3 separate regions of the Mus musculus genome follow, and all the other regions are linked to region 1. The links are chromatin contacts, called in public HiChIP or PLAC-seq and promoter capture Hi-C maps. All regions are on one chromosome and are shown on one strand. Each heading gives the region's core, a stretch centred on a gene start, on an enhancer-like site or on the middle of the called end of the contact. The rest is flanking DNA. Distances are from core to core; before and after follow the strand shown.

The links. HiChIP or PLAC-seq counts read pairs in DNA pulled down with a chosen protein or histone mark. Capture Hi-C pulls out chosen DNA fragments and counts their contacts.
Region 2: an H3K27ac HiChIP or PLAC-seq map of T-cell acute lymphoblastic leukemia shows a contact between it and region 1, with 7 times the contacts expected there. The contact joins the enhancer-like site here to the promoter of Naa16 in region 1. A contact is called at or near these places in 5 of 39 promoter capture datasets (cranial neural crest, frontonasal cranial neural crest, hippocampal neurons and 2 more), 4 of 115 datasets of contacts at active chromatin or transcription factors (T-cell acute lymphoblastic leukemia, acute myeloid leukemia and stem cell-derived neural progenitor cells) and 1 of 9 other capture datasets (adipose tissue).
Region 3: a contact with region 1 is called in a promoter capture Hi-C map of adipose tissue. The contact joins the promoter of Dgkh here to the promoter of Naa16 in region 1. A contact is called at or near these places in 2 of 39 promoter capture datasets (hippocampal neurons and pre-B cells), 2 of 115 datasets of contacts at active chromatin or transcription factors (bone marrow-derived macrophages and embryonic hindbrain) and 1 of 9 other capture datasets (adipose tissue).

The regions. Positions count from the first base shown.
Region 1 is chr14:79,389,241-79,392,123 of GRCm38.p6, reverse strand. It overlaps Naa16 (N(alpha)-acetyltransferase 16, NatA auxiliary subunit), which reads left to right and starts at 1,456. Exons shown (of 20, transcript NM_025832.2): 1 at 1,456-1,562. The coding sequence starts at 1,509.
Region 2 is chr14:78,617,460-78,620,342 of GRCm38.p6, reverse strand. It overlaps Dgkh (diacylglycerol kinase, eta), which reads left to right. Exons shown (of 30, transcript NM_001081336.2): 9 at 469-571; 10 at 1,661-1,820. Among named protein-coding and RNA genes, the nearest start is that of Gm26251, 15 kb to the right of the region's middle. Within about 2 kb of position 1,427, at least 25 of the 459 cell types and tissues checked have an H3K27ac peak or open chromatin away from gene starts, as enhancers often do. A contact at or near this core is called in T-cell acute lymphoblastic leukemia, where this site is marked.
Region 3 is chr14:78,731,366-78,734,248 of GRCm38.p6, reverse strand. Dgkh (diacylglycerol kinase, eta) reads left to right here and starts at 1,520. Exons shown (of 30, transcript NM_001081336.2): 1 at 1,520-1,891. The coding sequence starts at 1,832.

The DNA of each region.
Region 1 (2,883 bases), core at 207-2,706:
GGGCATAGGATGAAGTTCACCTGAAAGCAAACATTGCATCTGTCAATGTGGTGTCTTATGTAGAATTATTACCTATAGTTATCTCTGGCAAGTGATTGACACGGGCAACCCTATCTTGAGTCACCTTCCATGTTAGACAGTGGTGGCGCACGCCTTTGATCCCAGCTTTAGGGAGGCAGAGGTAGGCAGATTTCTGAGTTTGAGGTTAGCCTGGTCTACAGAGTGAGTTCCAGGACAGCGAAGGGTACACAGAGAAACCCTGTCTCTGAAAAACAAAACAAGCAAAAGGGTTCTGGAGAATGAACTTTATAGGATGTGCCATTTCCCGATTCCTGTAGCTTCTTCCGTCCCCTTAAAAAAAAAAAAAAAAAAAAGGCTCTCACTACATAGCCTAGCCTGGCTTTGAACTTGTAATCCTCTTGCCCTTGATTTTCCAGTACTATTACTACAGGCACGTGCAGAAATTAGGATTCAGAATTTATATGTTTATATACATATGTTTACACACACCTTTTAATACTACACCAACATCTGGTATGTGATCCTTCTTGTCACAGATGTCTATCTGTATGTTCTTGCGTGTTGTTAGTATGTTTCATTTTTTTGGAGAAGTCATCCCTGAAACATTCTAGGATTGTATCCTGTTTTTCCCATTATTGGGTAGTCTATGTGGTGAAAGAGGCAGTAGACTCGAGGATCAGTAGATCTGTAAAAATTCTGCAATTATTACTGAAAATGTTGGGTTCCCTCGCGGCTGAGACTTTTTTTTTTTTTTCTCCTTCCTATCCTTTGCCTAAAGGGGCTGTCTCGCCAGTTCCATCATTTCAAGGTCTGATCACTACTTTCATATGCAATGAAAAGATAAGGCTTCTTTTTTTGTTGTTGTTTTTTGTTTTTCGAAACAGGGTTTCTCTGTATAGCCCTGACTGTCCTGGAACTCACTCTGTAGACCAGGCTGGCCTCGAACTCAGAACTAGTGCTGGGATTAAAGGCGATTAAAGGCGTGCGCCACCACCGCCCGGTTTAAGGCTTCTTTTTAAGAGTCCTTTTAAAAACAGCAAGAAAAGGAAGGACAAATGGATTCTAAACCAAGAGTGTTCGTGGTATTAAGCAGGGTTTCCACTGCACAAAAGAATAAAAGTTAACTCGGAAAACAGTTTTACATCATCTAGGACAGAAGCCTAATAACCAGCGTGAGACGAACAGTCCAGAGATTAGGGCGAGTAAATGACTAGGCGCTTAAGACGTGACAGGAGCCACAGCCCTGCACCGACCCGGAGACCTCCCGGGTGAGAAGAGTCTAGTCTTTCTCTTGGCCGCGAGACTGCGCATGCGCACCCCGCGGGGGGGCGGGGCGAGCCCTGGTCGCCATCTTGGCGCGCGCGGGCTTCCCTCCCGGGCCGCCCACTGGAGTGCGCTGTGTTCCGCTTCCCGTGGCATCCCGCCGAGGTAACCCGCGGCCCGGGTCCTGGCTGGTCGCTCGAGCAGGCCTCCCCATCGCCGCCACGATGCCCTGCGTGCAGCTGCCCGCCAAGGAGAGCGCCCTCTTCAAGCGCGTGCTGGTGAGCGGTGGCCCGCCCGACCCCTGCGCGCTTTCTTTCCCACCGAGCCGGGCTCTCCTCCGGCCGCTTCTCCTTCCGTTCCCCCGCGGCGCTCCCTCCCTGACTCTGGAGCTCCCCACTGCGGGAGCTTTCCAGAAAGTTCCCCGGCCGAGTCGCCGGAACCCCGGCGCCGGGCTCAGCGGGTCCCTGCAGTCCTCCCCTCGGAGTAGTCCGAGCTGCTTCGGGTCCAGGCTGGGCCAAGCACCGCTGCTTGCGGGGTACGGGAACATGGAGCCCGCGATCCTCGGGAGCCCATGCCTCTGTGCGGGAGAGTTTGCATGTTTGTGCGGGCCCGGTTTTGGAAGTGATTTGCCAGAAACTTGCTTCTAACTCGTCCTCGTGATGAAAGCTGCGGAGAAGGGCTTTGTGCTTGAGACCCTTTACGTGGCTTTGAAGCCTGAATAAGAATAGTAATAATGATGATTAATAACAAGTTGCCTTGGTCATGTTAGACCCATGCCCAGCTAAACGAGGTTCGGTTTTACGTTTTTAAAGTTTACTTAAGACATGCTCACTCTGTAGCCCTGGCTGGCCTGGATCTCTCTATGCAGACAAAGCTAGCCTAGATTTTAGAGCTGCTTTTTTTTTTTTTGCCTCTCGAGTGCTGGGATTCAAGGCATTTGCCACTGTGCCCAGACAAGAAGTTTTCTCTGGGGAGTGTGCCAGCATATCTGCCACCTTGGCACCTTGACCAGGTTATATCCTTTCAGGGAGGAGAGAGGTGACACGCTTCTTCTCTGTATGTTGCGGGGCTCTTAAAGATTTAGAAAAGAAAATGAGTTAATAGCGGTATGTTCTAAGCTGCCCTTTTAATTTGAGAATGTGCTACTTGCTGGGCAAGCTTTTAGATTTCAGGGTGAATTTGTATTGAGAGCACGTGGCTGAATAGCGTTAGCTGTTGAGTAAGGAAACACTGATCTTAATACTTTGTTGCCATCACCTGACAAAATGTTACACTTAGTACTGGCTCAAGCCAACAGAAGCTTGACATGTAGCATTGAGAATGTTAACAATGATACAAGTGGACTAGGGGACTACTTTTTTTCTTTTTTTTTTTTCTTTTTTTTTCTTTTTCTTTCTTTCTTTTTTTTTTTTTTTTTTTGAGATGGCCATATATTTCAGGTTGGCCAAAAATAACCTTGAACTCATCTGCTTTTGCCTGGAGGGTGATGGGATTACAGTTCTGGATACCACATCTAGCCTTGGGATGATAATGTTTCAAATCTCAGTTTGGTACAGTTAGTAGAGAAGCGTGTGTGGCAAATAAATGTCAGAAGTGTTC
Region 2 (2,883 bases), core at 178-2,677, 770 kb after region 1:
TGCATGTGCTTGTATCAGCACACATAAATACATAAGCTAAGATAAATTAGACTAGGAGGTTGTAGGATCACTGCAGAAAGAGCTTGCACATGGCAGATTTTATTTATTTTTATTAAATTTTATGACCATGACATTGAGATACTGTCCCTCCATCCTTCCTCTTTCTTCCCTCCCCACTCTCCCTCTCTTCCTCCTCCATATCATCTCTTCCGGCTTCCCTCCACTAAGCATGCACTCACTACATAACACTTACTTTAGATAACCATAGGAGTAGACTGCTCTGGGCAGAGTCACTCACATACAGTGCAAGCTTATTTCCCAGAAGGGTAAATACACCTTCAGTGGTTTCCTAAACACTGAACATTTTGTGATGATGTTGATCCTGAACAGACAGGTCTGTCGGGGTCATTTATCACGTGTTGGTTTGTTGTTTTTACAGTTCTTGAAGGTTTCTTTGTTTATTGTCAGGTGCACACTGCCTGCAAAGATGTGTACCATCCCGTCTGTCCCCTTGGCCAGTGTAAAGTCTCCATCATACCTCCGATTGCACTAAATAGCACAGACTCTGATGGTACGTAGCAGTAGTAAGTATGTGTATTTCTAGCGTATTTACTGTTGATTGAATTTCATATGATACATTGTAATTGATTATTCTGGTCAGTTTTTATAAATGCTGGACGGTATATTTGGTTGCTTAATTAGTTGATTCTTGTGATGCTGGGCATAAATGATCCTGAAGAGCTAAGCATACGTCCAACCACAGAGCTACATCCCCAGCTCAAATGAATATTTTGAAAGGAAAGTTGTAGTGCAGCCATTAACACTTTGGCCAGATCATTGTACACAAGACTTGCAGGTTATTGGTTTTTGTTTTTTTTCACATCCCAACAAATGAAGGGGGACCGTCATTTTGTACTGAACTCCTGAAAGGTTAACGTGTCTGTGTTCTCTCACCATAATTGAAACTGCCCATTAGCATGGGCTCCTATTAAGATTTGCTCTCCTGTCATTTAATTGCAGGAATCTGTATTCCTCTAAATGCATTTGCTATTTCTAGAATCTGGCCAGGGCTTAACTGTAAGTGCAGAGGAGACTTTGTGACATCACCGGTTTTAGAATGGGACACTCGTTACTTCCTCCTCTGCACGCCACGTTACAAATGGCTTCTGCAATGTGTCGTTTTAGTCTTCTGTTGTGCTTCCTGCACAGGCGTGTAACAGCTGTGCAGATGGCTGCGAAGCTCAGGGGATGTGTTCTTGACAGCTCTCCCCACCCCCAATAGATCCTTCATTCATTTTAACGTATTTTCTTAGACCTATACAAAGAACAATTAGAATATTGTAAAATACCAAGTATGGGCATGAGTCGTTTGAGAACTGTAAACCCTTAGCTTTCCTTTCCTTATCAAGATTGGTAAGGTTGGTGGTTATTGTCTGTGATGTGGTTCCTCACTGCAAAGTATATGCTAAAACATGAGTTTTAGATTGCTAGGATGCAGATACTGAACCGTTTAGCCAGGGGACTAGGTTACGGTGATGCGCCAGCATTAAGGAAGGAAGGTTCCTTGCTTTCACCCATTTTTCTTCCTTTTCTGAATACCTATTAATAATTGAAGAGAGAAGAAGTGCATATTAATCTTGTCCCGGGCTTGTTTTTGCAGGTTTCTGTCGAGCAACCTTTTCGTTCTGTGTCAGCCCCCTCTTGGTGTTCGTCAACTCTAAGAGTGGAGATAATCAGGGAGTGAAGTTCCTTCGTCGCTTTAAACAGTTGCTCAACCCAGCTCAGGTGTTTGATTTAATGAACGGAGGGCCTTATTTAGGGTAATTCATTTATGATAAATCCTACTCGAGTAAAATTCAGTTCTAAGCATGAGAGAGATGTGCCTGGCTCTGCTGCTCATGAAATTAATGTCCAAGCTAGGTGGTAGTGGCGCACAATTTTAATCCCAGTACTTGGGAGGCAGAGACAATTGGAACTCTGCCTTTGGAGGTCCAGGACAGCTAGGGCCACACTGAGAAACCCTGTCTCCGAAAACCAAACTAAACCAACAAACCTAGAAAAATTACACTTTCCGTTAGACATCTTTGTTGCTCTCATGCGTCCCTACATTTGAGCTTTGTCGACTTTAGGTTCAGTATTGTTCTTTTTGAATGGTGCTGGTGATTGACTCTATAGAAGAGCAGGCCCTCCTCATTAAGTTATGGCTCTAGCTTAACTTTCTCTTTATCTGTTGTTGTTTGTTTGTTTTGTTTTTTTGCTTTTTGAGACAGGACTGTGAGGCCCTGGCTGAAGTCTGTGAGAACTAGGCTGGCCTGGGACTTACAGGGGATAGCTTGTCTCTCCCTCCTGAGTGCTGGGATTAAAGATATGCTCCTTAATTAGAGATTTTAACACAAAACTTCCTGATGTTATTCAGCTTTCTGATATCAATTCCAAACTTGTTAGCCTAACTTTCAAATTCTAAAATGTGTACAAAAGTATTTTAAGTGTATGTCACATAAACTTGCATAGATGTAAAATACAAATATCAGAGACTTATCTTCATAGAAAATACACACACAGTGCATGACCTAACTAAAGGGGGTCTGTTTAGTACTTCAGCCCGGAAGGGTCTTGGGCTGACCTTGATAAATGCTAAGGGAATTTTGTTGACCGTTCTGTGATGCTGTATAACTTAAAGTCTAAACATGACTGTGAACTGCCTGACATTTTCACTGTGAGGATACACCTTAGGTCCTTCACCCCCTTTCGGTGACTGTGTGTGATGGTATATGTATACATTTTCTGTGGGGGTGGCGGATGTCTTCTCATGGAGGACTCCTGTATTCTCTCAGTCTCTGAGTGTCTCTCCTTGTGTGATTTCTGGAGGTTATTGGTGGAGGA
Region 3 (2,883 bases), core at 271-2,770, 660 kb after region 1:
GGCGTTTGGTTTGGAGCACCCACACTGGGTGCCTCCTAACTCCAGCTCCAGGGATACTTACTGGATGCTTCTGGCCTCCATGAGAATTCGCACTCATATGCGCAAACCCACACACAGACACAGACACCTAAGTGAAAAAGAAAAGTCAAAAAAAAAAAAAGTAACAATATGCTTGAAAAAGAGAAGTTCGCTTCCGGTCTGGGATAGCTCAGTCGGCAGGTAGAATGCTCACCTAGATGGAATGAAGGGCTGGTTTTGAGTGAGCCCCAGTGTTCAGCTGTGATCCCAGGGCTGAGGTAAACGCAGCATGGTCAGACTGCTCACTCACCCCACTTAAACCTCATTCAAAGTAAATGAAGGACAGGCTATTTAGGCAGCAGGTTGGAGGCCACTGAACAAAGCATAGTCACTAACAAAGAAGACCCAACAGTCCAAGGGCCCATTTAAAGGAGAGATTCAGGAATGCAAATTTAGTCAGTCAAGTTATAGAAAGTGAGGGCTGGAAACCATCCAGTGGCTTAGCTCTCTCCACAATCCTTAGGTGACCTTTATGAGTGTAGCTTCAGCGGAATATTAGCCTCGGAAATTAGTATGACGTGGGAGCATGCTGGATCAAGTAGTGTTTTGATTTTTCGGTTTCAAAACGTGTGAATTCATCTGTCTACCAGACTAAGGGCCAGAAGATGGTGCTGGCAGGAGTCTGAAGTCCACGAGAGAGGAAATGACCCATGCAAATGCAGTCACTGCTCGGTTTGCAACTAGATGGAAACCATCTTCACTGCCAGTAAAGATGATTTCAGGAAAGATGATTTAAAAAATTGCTTGTTGCAATTTTCATTTTCTTTTTCCCGGAGAGCAGCAGGAGAGACAGTTGACATTTGAGCTCTCTCTCGGAACTGCCCCTGTCCCTAATTTGAGCAGAGCGCTCACAGCGGACCACAGACCGGCTCCTTAGCTGGTTTTCTTTCCACGAAATCTTTCAGCCATAGAAAATGAACAAAAGCAGGGCTCCCCAGACAGCCCAGCCAGACATCTCAGCTGCCGGAATAGGTGCTTGGGAGTGGCTCAGGGGTGCGAAGCGCAGCCTCGCTCTGTTGAAGCCAGGTACTGTCCTGGGCAATTGGCTCCAGGTTTAGCTCCCGAGGCGGCCGTCGGGGGCTACAGGCACCCGTGGCGAGGGATGCCAAGGGGAAAGGGTGCCAGGTTCCGCTCGTCCGGCGCAAGCTACTCATCCCCGACATCCCCCGATTCTTCTGGCGATCCGGGCCCCGCGGCGCGGTTGCCTCTTTTAGCCGCACCACTGCCCGGTGCCCGTGACCACCCGGTGGCTGCTTTCGGTTCCGCGCCTTATATGGCCTGGCAGGGGGGTCACGTGCGTCCCGGGCCGCCCGCCGGGAGGGGCCGCTGGGGGAGGGGCGGACGGCGGGAGAAAAGGGGAGGGAGTCGGAGGCGGAGACAGGAGAGAGAGAGGGGCGGATTCTGCGGCCGTGGGAGGCGGCGGCGGCTTGAGGAGCCGAGCGCTCGCCGCCGCGCCGTGGAGCGGGACTCAGGCGGCTGCGGAGGCGGTGGCGGAGGAAGGGACCGGCGCGGGGGCGGGCGAGCGCGGCGGAAGCCAGAGAACGCGGGAGGGCCCGTGGCTGGCCCCGGGCAGGAGCCAGGGCGGCAGCGACAGCGATCCCAGCGAGGGAGGCGCAGGCAGCGGCGGCGGCAGCGACAGCGATCCCAGCGAGGGAGGCGCAGGCAGCGGCGGCGGCAGCGGCGGCGGCAGCGGCAGCGGCAGCGGGGGCCGGTGTCCGTGCGCCCCGGCGGCCAGCGGGCGCGGGCCGGCGCGATGGAGCCTCAGCACGTGCGCCCCGTGCTTGGAGCCCAGAGCCCGGCCTGGGAGGAACCGGTGGGTACCGCGCCCGCGCCCACCCCTCCCGCTTGTCCTTGCTCCCTGCCTCCCCCTCCCGGCCCATGTTCCGTTCAGGAAGCGGTCCGGGATGAGGTCCCCAGCTGCTTCCCAGCCGGGGCAGCGCTTCCTCCGGCGCCCGGGCTCCTCCTTGCTCGCCGCCCGAAGCGCCTTTGTCCGGTCGGCCTCTGGCGACGGTCCTTAGAGGACCGTTTCCGCGCTTCATCCTTTTCCCAACTTTGCACTTCATTCCCGAGTGTGGCGCGGCGGCCCGGGGAGTGGAGGCGACGGGGTTGCGCGGTCAGCGGGTGGCGCCGGGAGGAGACGGGGCTCACCTCTTGACCGCGCCCTGGCAGTCACCTGGGCACGCAGGTTCCCAAGGACCGCCGCCTGTGGAGGCTGGTGGCTGCCAGAAGCCCAGAGCCACGCCTCCGACTCGAGTGGCCGCGGCTGCCCTGAACAGTTCCGAGGGTCAGGGGACCTGGACCGGGATCCAGCCACCGGCTAACTTCGCTTTCGCCTGGATCTCACAGCACACGCCACGCGTAGATTGAGTCACTTTAGGGGCTCAGAGTGTTGCGTGTGAGAAGAGTCGAGGTCTTTGGATTTATTCCCTAAACTCCTTTAACTTATTTCTTGCACCTCAAACTGAGCCGTCTGTTATCCATCCATCCCTTCAGGGATTCCTCCCAGGAATCCCCGTCCTGCGTAGACCCTTGTAATCTTGAGTGGGCAATGAATTTTGGCTCTGCATACCCTATCTACGTATTTCTTAGTCCTTTTTGATTGACGTTGTGAACCGTCTCAAAAGCCTGGTCCAAAATTTCTGGCTTCATCCTTGCTGCGGTGCTGTTCTGATGATGTTTTCCCAGGGACTTCCTGAGTCTGCTCAGGCGGGCCCTCTGCCTGTTGAGAGCTTGTAGGTCAGGTGCCAGGCTTGCTTCTCCTTTTCTTACCCATAGACTTCCAGCCGGTTTGCCAGGGTACGATTC